Regions from separate parts of the Mus musculus genome. Here regions 2, 3 and 4 are each linked to region 1. Evidence: chromatin contacts called from public promoter capture Hi-C data. All regions are on one chromosome and are shown on one strand. The core of a region is the stretch at or near the end of the contact, and the rest is flanking DNA. Distances in the headings are between cores, read along the strand shown.

Region 1 (2,709 bases), core at 117-2,616:
TTCCCTGGAACTGGAGTTACAGGTGGCTATAAGCCACCACTTGGGTGCTGAGAACAGAGTCCGGGGCCTCTGGCAGAGCAGTCAGTGCTTTTAGCCACTGAGCCATCTCTCATTCCCCCCAATTATGTTCATCTTGAGTTGGGCAGGTACGGTGGCGGAATAGGCCTGTAATCCCAGCAGTCACTGGACCATCATGGGTTCTACATATTAAACCTTTATGTTAGGTAGGGTCACACAGCAAGATCCGGTCACAAAACCAGCAACAACAAAACCAAAAGGAGCCAGCTTCTTCCCACAAGCATTCTTTCCCTCAGGTCTTCAGCTCCATCTGACAGCTACTCGGCTGGTGGTCCTATCCTTTCTGAGCCTAGTTGCCAGAGAAACAAGCCCGGTTCATCTTCATGACTAGCACATCTAATGATAAGCACAGGTTGACTCAAGGTGCCATAGGGTGACACTAGGTACCCAGAGCGACAGAATGACACCTATGAGTGCACGTCGTTAATCACAAACACACACACACACACACACACACACACACACACACACTCATGCACCCACCTGCAAACACAATTGCAGCCTTCTGGACGTCTCCTGTCACAGCCCCACCTCCTTCCTGATACACTGCGTTAAGTGGTGACTGTAACAAAATGACTTCATGCTCTCCCTGTCCTGAGCCAAATTACACAATTATTTGGAAAGGGCTCAAAATGTTCTTCGTTAGAAGTTTCTGGATACACCAATACACAGGAGCGTGCACCCTCAGAACACATGTACACTTTGACTTAATCTCACGGGTGACACACCGACGCTTACACTCCCCCTAGCCCACAGAGGCAAACTGCTGGGCGCTTCTGAGTTTCTCACTGCCACCAGCTCGGTTTGCTCAGCCTACCCCTACACCCCACGCCCGGGAATCCCTGACCACAGCTCCACCCATGCTCTGTCTCCTTCTTTTCCTTCTCTGTCCAGCCGTCGGGGTTCCTGGGTGAGGAAGTGTCTCCACGGAGTCGCTGGCTAGAACCACAACTTTCATCCTGCCATTCAGAATAGGGAAGAGAAGAGACCACAGCGTAGGGGGGACAGAGGAGACGGACTTCGAGAGGACAGCCCCACCGGCGCGTGTGGGGGAGGCAATCCAGGCTGCAAACAGGTTGTCCCCAGCGCATTGTCTCCGCGCCCCCTGGCGGATGCTGGTCCCCGACGGGCTCCGGACGCGCAGAAGAGTGAGGCCGGCGCGCGTGGGAGGCCATCCCAAGGGGAGGGGTCGGCGGCCAGTGCAGACCTGGAGGCGGGGGCCACCAGGCAGGGGGCGGGGGTGAGCCCCGACGGTTAGCCTGTCAGCTCTTTGCTCAGACCGGCAAGAGCCACAGCTTCGCTCGCCACTCATTGTCTGTGGCCCTGACCAGTGCGCCCTGGTGCTTTTAGTGCCGCCCGGGCCCGGAGGGGCAGCCTCTTCTCACTGCAGTCAGCGCCGCAACTATAAGAGGCCTATAAGAGGCGGTGCCTCCCGCAGTGGCTGCTTCAGCCCAGCAGCCAGGACAGCGAACCATGCTGCCTGCGGCCCGCCTCCAGACTTATTAGAGCCAGCCTGGGAACTCGCATCACTGCCCTCACCGCTGTGTCCAGTCCCACCGTCGCGGACAGCAACCACAGTCGTCAGAACCGCAGCACAGAACCAGCAAGGCCAGGCAGGCCATGGGGCTCTGGGCGCTGCTGCCCAGCTGGGTTTCTACTACGTTGCTACTGGCACTGACCGCTCTGCCCGCAGCCCTGGCTGCCAACAGTAGTGGCCGATGGTGGTAAGTGAGCTAGTACGGGGTCCGCCACTTGTCCTGGGGCAAAGAGCCAGGCACGGGCCTTACCCAGCTCCCACGCTGTGGGGATCACCAACCTACAGACCCCCCTCGTGCATTGTGACTTCACATCCAGGGTGCTCACACCTAGAACTAGCTCTGCTGAAGTGGGGGCACATCATTGGCATGCAGAAGCCCAGATACACCAGGCTCAGAGACCATTCCCATTTAATACGACCCCGTTTCTGCTGAGCAACAGGTCCCAACCTCGCTGTGGTGGGTGCTCAGGTGTCCCTTAGGTCTTGAACCAAAAAAAAAAAAAAAAAAAAAAAAAAAACCAGATATTAGCTTTGAGGTGAGGGAGTGGAATTCCTAAGTTTTTCAAGGTGGGCAAGGCTGCAGGTGGGGTTTCTCCTCGGGGGCTGACTTGAAGAAAGGAAGAGCTAAGGTAGCCATGCCTTTTCTGTCCACTCACTAGACTCTGGAGCTCAGGGCCAGGCAAGGATAGGGTGGTACAGCCTGTATGGTTAGGATGCAGGTCCCCTCCCCTGGACTGAACCCTTATGCATCCCGCCAGGGGCATCGTGAACATAGCCTCCTCCACGAACCTGTTGACGGATTCCAAGAGTCTGCAGCTGGTGCTCGAGCCCAGTCTGCAGCTGCTGAGCCGCAAGCAGCGGCGACTGATCCGACAGAACCCGGGGATCCTGCACAGCGTGAGTGGAGGGCTCCAGAGCGCTGTGCGAGAGTGCAAATGGCAATTCCGAAACCGCCGCTGGAACTGCCCCACTGCTCCGGGGCCCCACCTCTTCGGCAAGATCGTCAACCGAGGTGGGTGCCCAGGAAAGCGACGCTTCCGGGATTAAGGGAAAAGCAGGGTCATCTCCAGGGCATAGGCGGGCGAAGGCAGGGA
Region 2 (2,709 bases), core at 89-2,588, 4.2 Mb after region 1:
TGGGACCTCACCCCAGCAGTCGGCCTTGCTTCGGCTCACTTGCTGGAAGATGCAGCCCTTCTTGAGAACAGGTGACGTGAAGGCGGCAAACGGGGATAGGGGAAGTATAAATGGGAAGACTAGCGCACAGAGCTTTGTGTGGGTCCTTGCTGGGGACGAGGTTAGCCCAAGTGTAGCTCAGCGGATGGCTGGACTCCGAAGGGTGTCCGGGCAGGGCACAAGAGCAGGGACAAGGTGGATTGTGTGTGAACATCGACCACAGACTGAGTAGAGTGGACTCCTGGTCTGTGGTCAGCGGCGAGCCAGGCAACCGGATGTTGAGTCTGTAGGAAGGACCTTGAGGTCTGTTGGGTGTTTGGGCTGCCGGGGGCGCGGCAACCAGGGGTATTGAGGGAGTGTGTTGTGCGCGGGGCGCGGCGGTCAGCTTGGGCGAGGCTGTAGGCCCCGCACATCTCTGCGGCTGATGGGCTGTGTCCGGGAAGACTAAACTAGGGTCGAACCAATGATTAGAGCATGAAAATAAATGCAGTTATGTGTTCCCACCTCCCCGTATACGCAGTTCTTTTTTTCTTTTCTTTCTTTCTTTTCTTTTTTTTTTCCTTTCGGAGATACCTGGATATGGTCCAGAGCAGGTTGTCCGCGGGAGGGCCCCGCGAGCGGCAGCGTGCGAGGGAGGGAGGGAGGGCGAAGGAGGGAGGGAGGGAAGGAGGGCGGGTGGCGGCGGCTGCGGTGGCCAGGGCTTCCCTCCCTGGGCGGGAGGCTGCTGCCCTGCCTCTGTGGCCGTGGGGAGCCAAGAAGCAGGTAAAGGAGGCTTTCTGAGGCGGTATTGCACCAAGCCCAAGGTACCAAGTCTTCCGGGCCTCTGCTTAAGGTTCTGGCGGGAGAGAAGGTAGGGAGATCGGCGCCCACCAGGCCTGGAAAGGAGGCCTCGGGATGTTCAACCTGTGTATGATTTCAGTCTCACACTCATGTTGTGGTCTGTCTGCATTGGGAGACGCCGCTTGCCTGTCTGTCTGAGACTTCCCAAACCCGGGCACTCCTTCCAAAGGCTCAGAAAAATTCGTCGTCGGAATGTGTACTTTCATTCATTGGATTCTCTGAAACTCGGCAGGGCTGGCTACGACAACCCAGGTTGGGAGGGAGCATTCTTCCTCTTTTCTGGATGTGTAGTCCTTTGGCTCCTTGGTCACAGGCTGAGTTTTCCGGTTCTAGGTTCGCGGGTCGCCCTGATGTTTGAAGCTAGACAGCTCCAGTCGGTTAGGGAGGGCGGGGAGGGACCCGCGGCTGTGGCTCCTTAATTGTACTTCGAGCCCTTATTGTCTCTCCTTTCGCCACCTCCGCTTCCTCAGTCTGGGCTCCAAAGTCACTGCAAATTTCCTTGCGATACATACATCACACAAAAGATCAGGTAACAACGCGCTCAGAGCCATTGAATCAGAGCACAGGGCAACCCTGGTTCTGGGGAGGCTACCTCTCCAGTCACTCCCCAGGCTGGAAAAACAGACTGTGTTGGGGGAGCCGGAAATAACCCCGTTTGCTGCGGAGCGGCAGGGCGGGGGCGCCGGCGCAAAGGCAGGCCGGGCAGGCCATGGCGTTGAGAGGGCCACGTTCACAGGCCCTGGGGGTTTCACGCTTGCGGAGCTTGGGGGCCTGGCTCTTGGTGTGGTGGCAGGGATCCCAGATACCCACCTTGGGTGGGGGTAGCACGCAGTTCTCCTCGCAGCAAGCAGGAGAACTCAGTTTCTGCTTCCAGCTCAGGCCTTAGCTAGGAGGAGTTGTGTGTGGGTGTGTTTTTCCCAACAAAGAGGGATCAGGAGAGATGGGGGGGGAACTAGAAGGGAACCAGGGAGGGGGGCGGGGAAGGCGAGAGGGCAGCGGAGGGACGAAATGAGCCCATTTCAGGGGGAGAAGGAAAATGAAAGCAAACGGAGTAGGGCCTCCTCGGTTCAGGGAGGGTGCTGAGGAGCAGAGAGCGGGCTCTCTGCCTGCGGCGGCCGGGATGGCCCGCTGGGGGCACAGAAGAAAGCCTGTTTTAAATTTAATCCGAACTTGACGGTGTGGATTGAACCGGAGGGAATTTAAATCATTAAAAGGGAGACACGCGGTAGGGGGAGGGAGGAGGATGACTCTAACCTATCTGTTTGTCTGTCCTTCCCACAGTGCTAGCTTGGCTGTTTTCTCAGTTGCCCAGGTTTGAGGTGATAGAGGTTTGCCCATCCCCCTTCAGGGGACTCCTCTCCTGTGCCCACTGGAATCTGTTGGGGGTGTAAGGTGAATACAGAATAGTCAGCTAGAACTGGGCTTTCTTCCTCCCTTTCCAGCAGTGACTCCCAGTTTCCTCAAGTCTCTCAGGTTGCCCCATTGATGCTAAGAACAATTGAAAGGAGTTGGGTAAATGAGAGAAAGTCTTAGAATAAAATAGGAGATTCAGTGGGAGTAACTGAATCCCCAAGATGAGACCTTGCTTCTTCGCATCCATGTCTTTGCCCTCCATATCTACAAGCCTAGATTTAGGGAAAACTTGAAAGTCCACTTCACAGTCCTGACCTGCTAGCTTTTAAATGTGAAACATGAGAGTCACAACCTATATGAAGGACCTGGGCCTAGTGTCCTCTGGACTCCCAGTCTCTTATCAGACCCCTTCCTTTAGGCTACCTCTTTCTAGGAGGCATAATAGAATGGGACATTGGTAAGGAGGGGCCTGTGGGC
Region 3 (2,709 bases), core at 85-2,584, 4.2 Mb after region 1:
CTGGAGGTTTAAGGAGTCATTGAGTATTCCCCTATGGACACAGCGGTCCAGCAAGGAGGGTTTATAGACTTGGAGAAGGGCAGGGTTGGACTGAGATGTAGAGAAGAAATAGGAGTGAAAGAGGCTGGGGACTTCAGGCCCTACCCTGCCTACTTTTTGATTGGTATTAGAGATAGACACCTCTACCCACCTAAGCTCCCCAAATCATTAAAAAAAAAAAAACCTCTCCAAATGTAGTTCCCTTAGCATACATCCTGCCTGGACCTTATTGCCAGCCTTCTTTTCAGCCTATTAGCTGAAGCTGAGCTCCCAACCCGAAGGGCCCCAGATAGAGAAGATAGATGACTCTCACTCTAAATCTTTTTCTTTGGGGTTTGGGATTTTAAAATCCACAGTGAATGTAGCTTTCTGCACATTGATTGACAATAAAGGCAGGCATGAAATATTCACCCAGGGCCACTCTCTCATACTAAATATTTAACACAACATTAGAGAAGGTTTTTCCCAGACTTCGCCAGGCACCGGCTGGGCGGCTGGCGCACTGCTCACCACTGGTTTATGACTAATAGGAGTCCCTAGCCAGCGGCAGCACAGCAAGCTAGACAAAGTTGGGACACTGGCTCATAGCTGGGCTGCCTCACCTTTGGGAAACTTCAGATACTCTTCCTGGGAGCCTGTCCTATAAGGGAGCGCACCTTATTCTGGTCAGGAAAGTAATATAAAGGACTTCTTATGAACAAGCTCTGATTCTTCAGGTAGAGGGTTAAGAGTCCCTGAAACTTGTTGGGAAGCATCCAATATTTCCGGGGAAATCAGGCAGGAAAAGACCCTTTCTTTTACCCCCCGCCCCCCAGCTTGTCATAAGGAGGGGACCAAGACCCCGAAACGGAAAACCCTTCTCCTTCCCCCAATCCTAGGGGGGAAAAGAACAGCAGTTAAAAAAAAATACAATTACCCCCTCCCAGCCACCGCCCCCGCCCATCCCACCGCCCACCCCACCCCAACCCTCTCTCTCTCTCCTCCTTTTCTCGCTCTGTGGAATGGAGAGGAGGGGAGTGACGAGAGAAAAACGAATACAAATCTGCAATTGATTTTCATAATGTTTCTGCGGTGTTTGCAAACCAATCGCCTGAACGTCCCCGATCTTACCTAAGAGAGAACCCCTCCTACGTCTGCGAAGTGCTCCGAACTGATATATGACAATATCTACTTTGGATCACGTGCTCGGGGAGAGAGACTAAGACGGATAACGCGTCATCTCGCCTTCCCAAAATTTCCCCCCTCGCTAGATCGGGTCCAAAACCTCCAGCCGGAGGAGGCAGGAGAAGAGAACGATGTTTAACTCGGTCAACCTGGGCAACTTCTGCTCGCCTTCGCGCAAGGAGAGGGGCGCTGACTTCGGCGAACGAGGGAGCTGCACCTCCAACCTCTATCTGCCCAGTTGCACTTACTACGTGCCTGAGTTCTCCACCGTCTCTTCCTTCCTACCCCAGGCTCCCTCTCGTCAGATTTCTTATCCCTACTCAGCCCAAGTGCCCCCGGTCCGGGAGGTCTCCTACGGCCTGGAACCGTCCGGGAAGTGGCACCATCGGAACAGCTACTCGTCTTGTTATGCGGCGGCCGACGAGCTTATGCACCGGGAGTGCCTGCCTCCTTCCACAGTCACTGAGATCCTCATGAAAAATGAAGGCTCCTACGGCGGCCACCACCACCCCAGCGCCCCGCACGCGGCCCCCGCCGGCTTCTACTCCTCAGTCAACAAGAACAGCGTCTTGCCCCAAGCTTTCGACCGCTTCTTCGACAACGCCTACTGCGGTGGGGGAGATGCGCCCGCCGAGCCCCCCTGCTCCGGCAAGGGCGAGGCCAAGGGGGAGCCTGAGGCGCCCCCCGCCTCGGGACTTGCGTCCCGGGCAGAGGCCGGTGCTGAGGCCGAGGCCGAGGAGGAGAACACGAATCCCAGCTCGTCCGGTTCTTCCCACTCGGCGACCAAGGAGCCGGCCAAGGGAGCCGCCCCCAGTAGGTAGCAGCGGCCGGGAACCCGAGGGCAGCGAGGGAGGGAGCGGAGAGGGAGGGCTGGAGTAGTGGGGGGGGGCAGGGGAGCGCGGACAGCCTCGTGTTTTGGGTCAGTCTGATTTTATGTGGAGTTTTATAAGCATTCAAAGGATTTTATTATAACCTACAAAGCCCTCTCTCCCAACGACTCGACTTTTTACGATGGAGAAGGGGTGGGGAGGGAGGGAAAGGGGCTCTTTGGAAAAGCCGGGTGAGCCCCCCTCCTCCGTTATCTCCCTCGGTCTGTGAAATTTTTAAAAGTGCCACCATTGCGGGCGATATTAACTTTGATCGTGAACTTAGAGGAGCGTTTAAGAAAGGATGGGGAGTCGGACTGCTGGGGGGTTGGGAGGGAGGGGAGGGGTGGAGGGGGAAAGGGGAGGGCGAGGGACAGACTGGGAGAAATCCAGAGAAGGGGAGAGGTAAGGAACAGAAGCGACGCGGCAGAACTGGAGTCCAGGGAAGCTCTCCAAGGCCGCTCCTCTTCTTTTTAAAACGACTTTTAAAAATGTTCAAATTACGTGTTCGCGGGTCTTTGAGAAGAAACCGGGGCAAGCCGGGGTTTGGCGGTGGCAGGAGAGTGGGGAAAGAATCAGAGATTCCCTTGCTCTGCAGGGGAAGGTAGCGGTGGCTCTCCAGGGTCCGAGGCCTCTCTCT
Region 4 (2,709 bases), core at 78-2,577, 4.1 Mb after region 1:
TTGGACAGCTAAAGCTCAAAATAATCAGAGATGGTGAGTGTCTCTTTGCTATAACCCTAATAAAAATGTATTTGAGCTGGTTCTTCTCTTGGTGAGCTGGTCTACCGGTGCCCCAGTTGGGAATCCCAATGTTGACTTGCAGATGTTCATTATAATCAACAGCCAGTGCTAGGTTCCCATCCTTCTCTAGAAGAAGCATCATAAATAAAAATTTGAGTTCTCAACAGGATACTTCTCCGGATTTTCCCCTCACTCTTGTCCCACCTCAGAAGGCAACTCACCCCTGGCCGCTGCTCCATACTGGCCCCACAGTCAGCCTGCAGGTTGTAGGGTAATCTCCTTTGCTGTAGAATATGTAATCATTTGGGCCAGCCAGTTTCTGCTGGGGCTGACAGCCTCCTGTCATAAAGATGAGGAGATTCTTAGAAGCTCCCAGTACCTAGAAGTCACAGCCGAAAAGCAGTTCAAGCCACCCCTAGATTTTCAAGAGCAGGAAAATAGGTCCGCACCAAACTCAGCACCTTCATTTGCTCTTCTCTCTGCCTTCGGTTCTTCCTCTACTGATGGAACCTTAGTGGAGGCTAAGGTTAGTTAGGGGTACAGAAGAGATAGAATGATCAATCCCCCTCTACACCTTTCTCGAGTGAAAGAACCTCAAGTATCTTTTCATACCCCTAGAAGAAAATGCAATGGAGACAACGCAGCAGCGCAGCGCTGGCAGGGCTGAGAGATAGCTGCAGGAAAACCTGTTCTCACCCCCACTTCGCCTCTACTGTAAATAAACCCTGAGCCAAAGGGCTCATCCGTCTCCTTAAACAGCCAGTAAACTTTATATGACACAATATCTAATAGTAATTTATTGGGGAGATATTGTAAATTCCAACGGTTTTAGTTAATAAAGGAGCTAATTAAAGAGGGACGGGCTGTGCTCGGCCAGCTGTTGGTGATAAGATAATACATCTGGGGAGGGGTGCAGGGTGCAGAGGTGTGTATGTGCGGATATTTTTGGTGGCGCTATTTTTTTTTTTTTTTTTTTTTTTTTTTTTTTTGGTTTTGCCCCGCGTCGAGCGATCGCTTCCCCGTCTGCGTTAAGGTTTTATATGACTTTTTAAAAACCAGAATCCTACGAATAAATCTGTTCCTGCCTTTCGCTCCCCCATCTCCACCCAGGATTGGGGAAGGGGGAAGTAGAGTTGGTGCGGGGAATGTGGGTGGGGGGTTCGGTTGTCCCCACCCCTCCCCCTGGCGGTAGCGCCCACGTGAGTAGAGCGGCCAATGGGTGGCTGGTGCAGGTTTAACTATGTTTAATGTCAGATAGCAATAAAGTAGAAGCAGCCGGTCGGGCCCCGCGGAAATGGGCGAGCATAATCTCCTGAATCCTGGGTTTGTGGGGCCGCTGGTGAATATCCACACAGGAGACACCTTCTACTTCCCCAACTTCCGCGCGTCAGGGGCACAACTCCCGGGGCTGCCTTCGCTGTCCTACCCACGCCGCGACAACGTGTGCTCGCTGCCTTGGCCGTCGGCCGAGCCGTGCAATGGCTACCCACAGCCCTATCTCGGCAGTCCCGTGTCTCTCAACCCGCCTTTCGGCCGCACGTGCGAGTTGGCTCGCGTGGAGGATAGCAAGGGTTACTACCGAGAACCCTGCGCTGAGGGCGGCGGCGGGGGCCTAAAGCGGGAGGAGCGCGGGCGCGAACCCGGAGCGGGACCCGGGGCAGCGCTACTGCAGCTGGAGCCGTCGGGGCCACCTGCGCTCGGCTTCAAGTACGACTACACGGCGAGCGGCGGCGGTGGCGACGGCAGCACGGGACCCCCCCACGATCCACCCTCGTGCCAGTCACTGGAATCCGACTCCAGTTCGTCCCTACTCAACGAGGGCAATAAGAGCGCCAGCGCTGGTGACCCTGGCTCTCTGGTTTCGCCGTTGAACCCAGGCGGCGGGCTCTCAGCCAGCGGTAAGGACCCCAGCCCACTTGTGATGCTTACTCTGACAGGACGTCTTGCTAGTTTAGGCAGGGGAGGCCTGAGCTGGAACTGCCTAGGGTGACAGAATGTGTTGTGAGCTAGGGCTTCTTTTAAAAAGAAGTGTGTGTGTGGGGGGGGGACCCTATAAACATGTAAATATCCCCATAAAAGACCTGGAGAGATTTCCTTTTTCCGCTCCTAGTGGCTGTAGGGGTCAGGGAGCTCCAGAGTACAGGGATTCTGACGGGGACTTCCCCAAGCCTAAGAGTAAAGAGGTGGAGAAGGAGATTCCATTCCTATTTTTCAGGTTGCCTTTCCTTCTGCTTAGCCATAGGCCCCCGTTTCTCACAGTTCTTATTTTAAGAAACGCAATCAACATGATTTACTCTTCACCACCCGCCCACAACTTTCCTAACTGATGGGATCTGTAGTTCCAGAAGTTGTAAGGGTCAGGAAAATTTAATAATAATAATGATAATGATGGTGGTACTGGTGGGGGTGGGGGTGGGAGTAGTAGTAGTAGTAATAATAATAATAATAATAATAAAAGATAGTTTGGAAGAATTGAGGTAGGAACATAAAAAGATGTGTATACTACTATGGAAGGTAGTGTTGAGGCATAGAGTGAAAACAGGATGTTTTGGTGATGGTTTGGTGAGGATGGTCTGGGTAAACATTTTCAGGATGAGAAGCGAAAGGAATGACCTGGTCTGGGTGTGGGGCTAGGGTGAAAGGGTCTGG

The links. Promoter capture Hi-C pulls out the DNA fragments that hold promoters and counts their contacts.
Region 2: a promoter capture Hi-C map of embryonic stem cells shows a contact between it and region 1. The contact joins the promoter of Hoxc9 here to the promoter of Wnt1 in region 1. A contact is called at or near these places in 3 of 39 promoter capture datasets (embryonic stem cells, maxillary cranial neural crest and second pharyngeal arch cranial neural crest).
Region 3: a contact with region 1 is called in a promoter capture Hi-C map of embryonic stem cells. The contact joins the promoter of Hoxc11 here to the promoter of Wnt1 in region 1. A contact is called at or near these places in 3 of 39 promoter capture datasets (cranial neural crest, embryonic stem cells and maxillary cranial neural crest) and 6 of 484 Hi-C or Micro-C datasets (embryonic stem cells, epiblasts and stem cell-derived epiblast-like cells).
Region 4: a promoter capture Hi-C map of embryonic stem cells shows a contact between it and region 1. The contact joins the promoter of Hoxc12 here to the promoter of Wnt1 in region 1. A contact is called at or near these places in 3 of 39 promoter capture datasets (cranial neural crest, embryonic stem cells and maxillary cranial neural crest) and 2 of 484 Hi-C or Micro-C datasets (embryonic ectoderm and epiblasts).

What each region holds. Positions count from the first base shown.
Region 1 is chr15:98,788,491-98,791,199 of GRCm38.p6, forward strand. Wnt1 (wingless-type MMTV integration site family, member 1) reads left to right here and starts at 1,367. Exons shown (of 4, transcript NM_021279.4): 1 at 1,367-1,802; 2 at 2,374-2,627. The coding sequence starts at 1,699.
Region 2 is chr15:102,975,694-102,978,402 of GRCm38.p6, forward strand. Hoxc9 (homeobox C9) reads left to right here and starts at 1,339. Exons shown (of 3, transcript NM_008272.3): 1 at 1,339-1,408.
Region 3 is chr15:102,953,192-102,955,900 of GRCm38.p6, forward strand. It overlaps Hoxc11 (homeobox C11), which reads left to right and starts at 1,335. Exons shown (of 2, transcript NM_001024842.1): 1 at 1,335-2,016. The coding sequence starts at 1,335.
Region 4 is chr15:102,935,499-102,938,207 of GRCm38.p6, forward strand. Hoxc12 (homeobox C12) reads left to right here and starts at 1,328. Exons shown (of 2, transcript NM_010463.2): 1 at 1,328-1,958. The coding sequence starts at 1,355.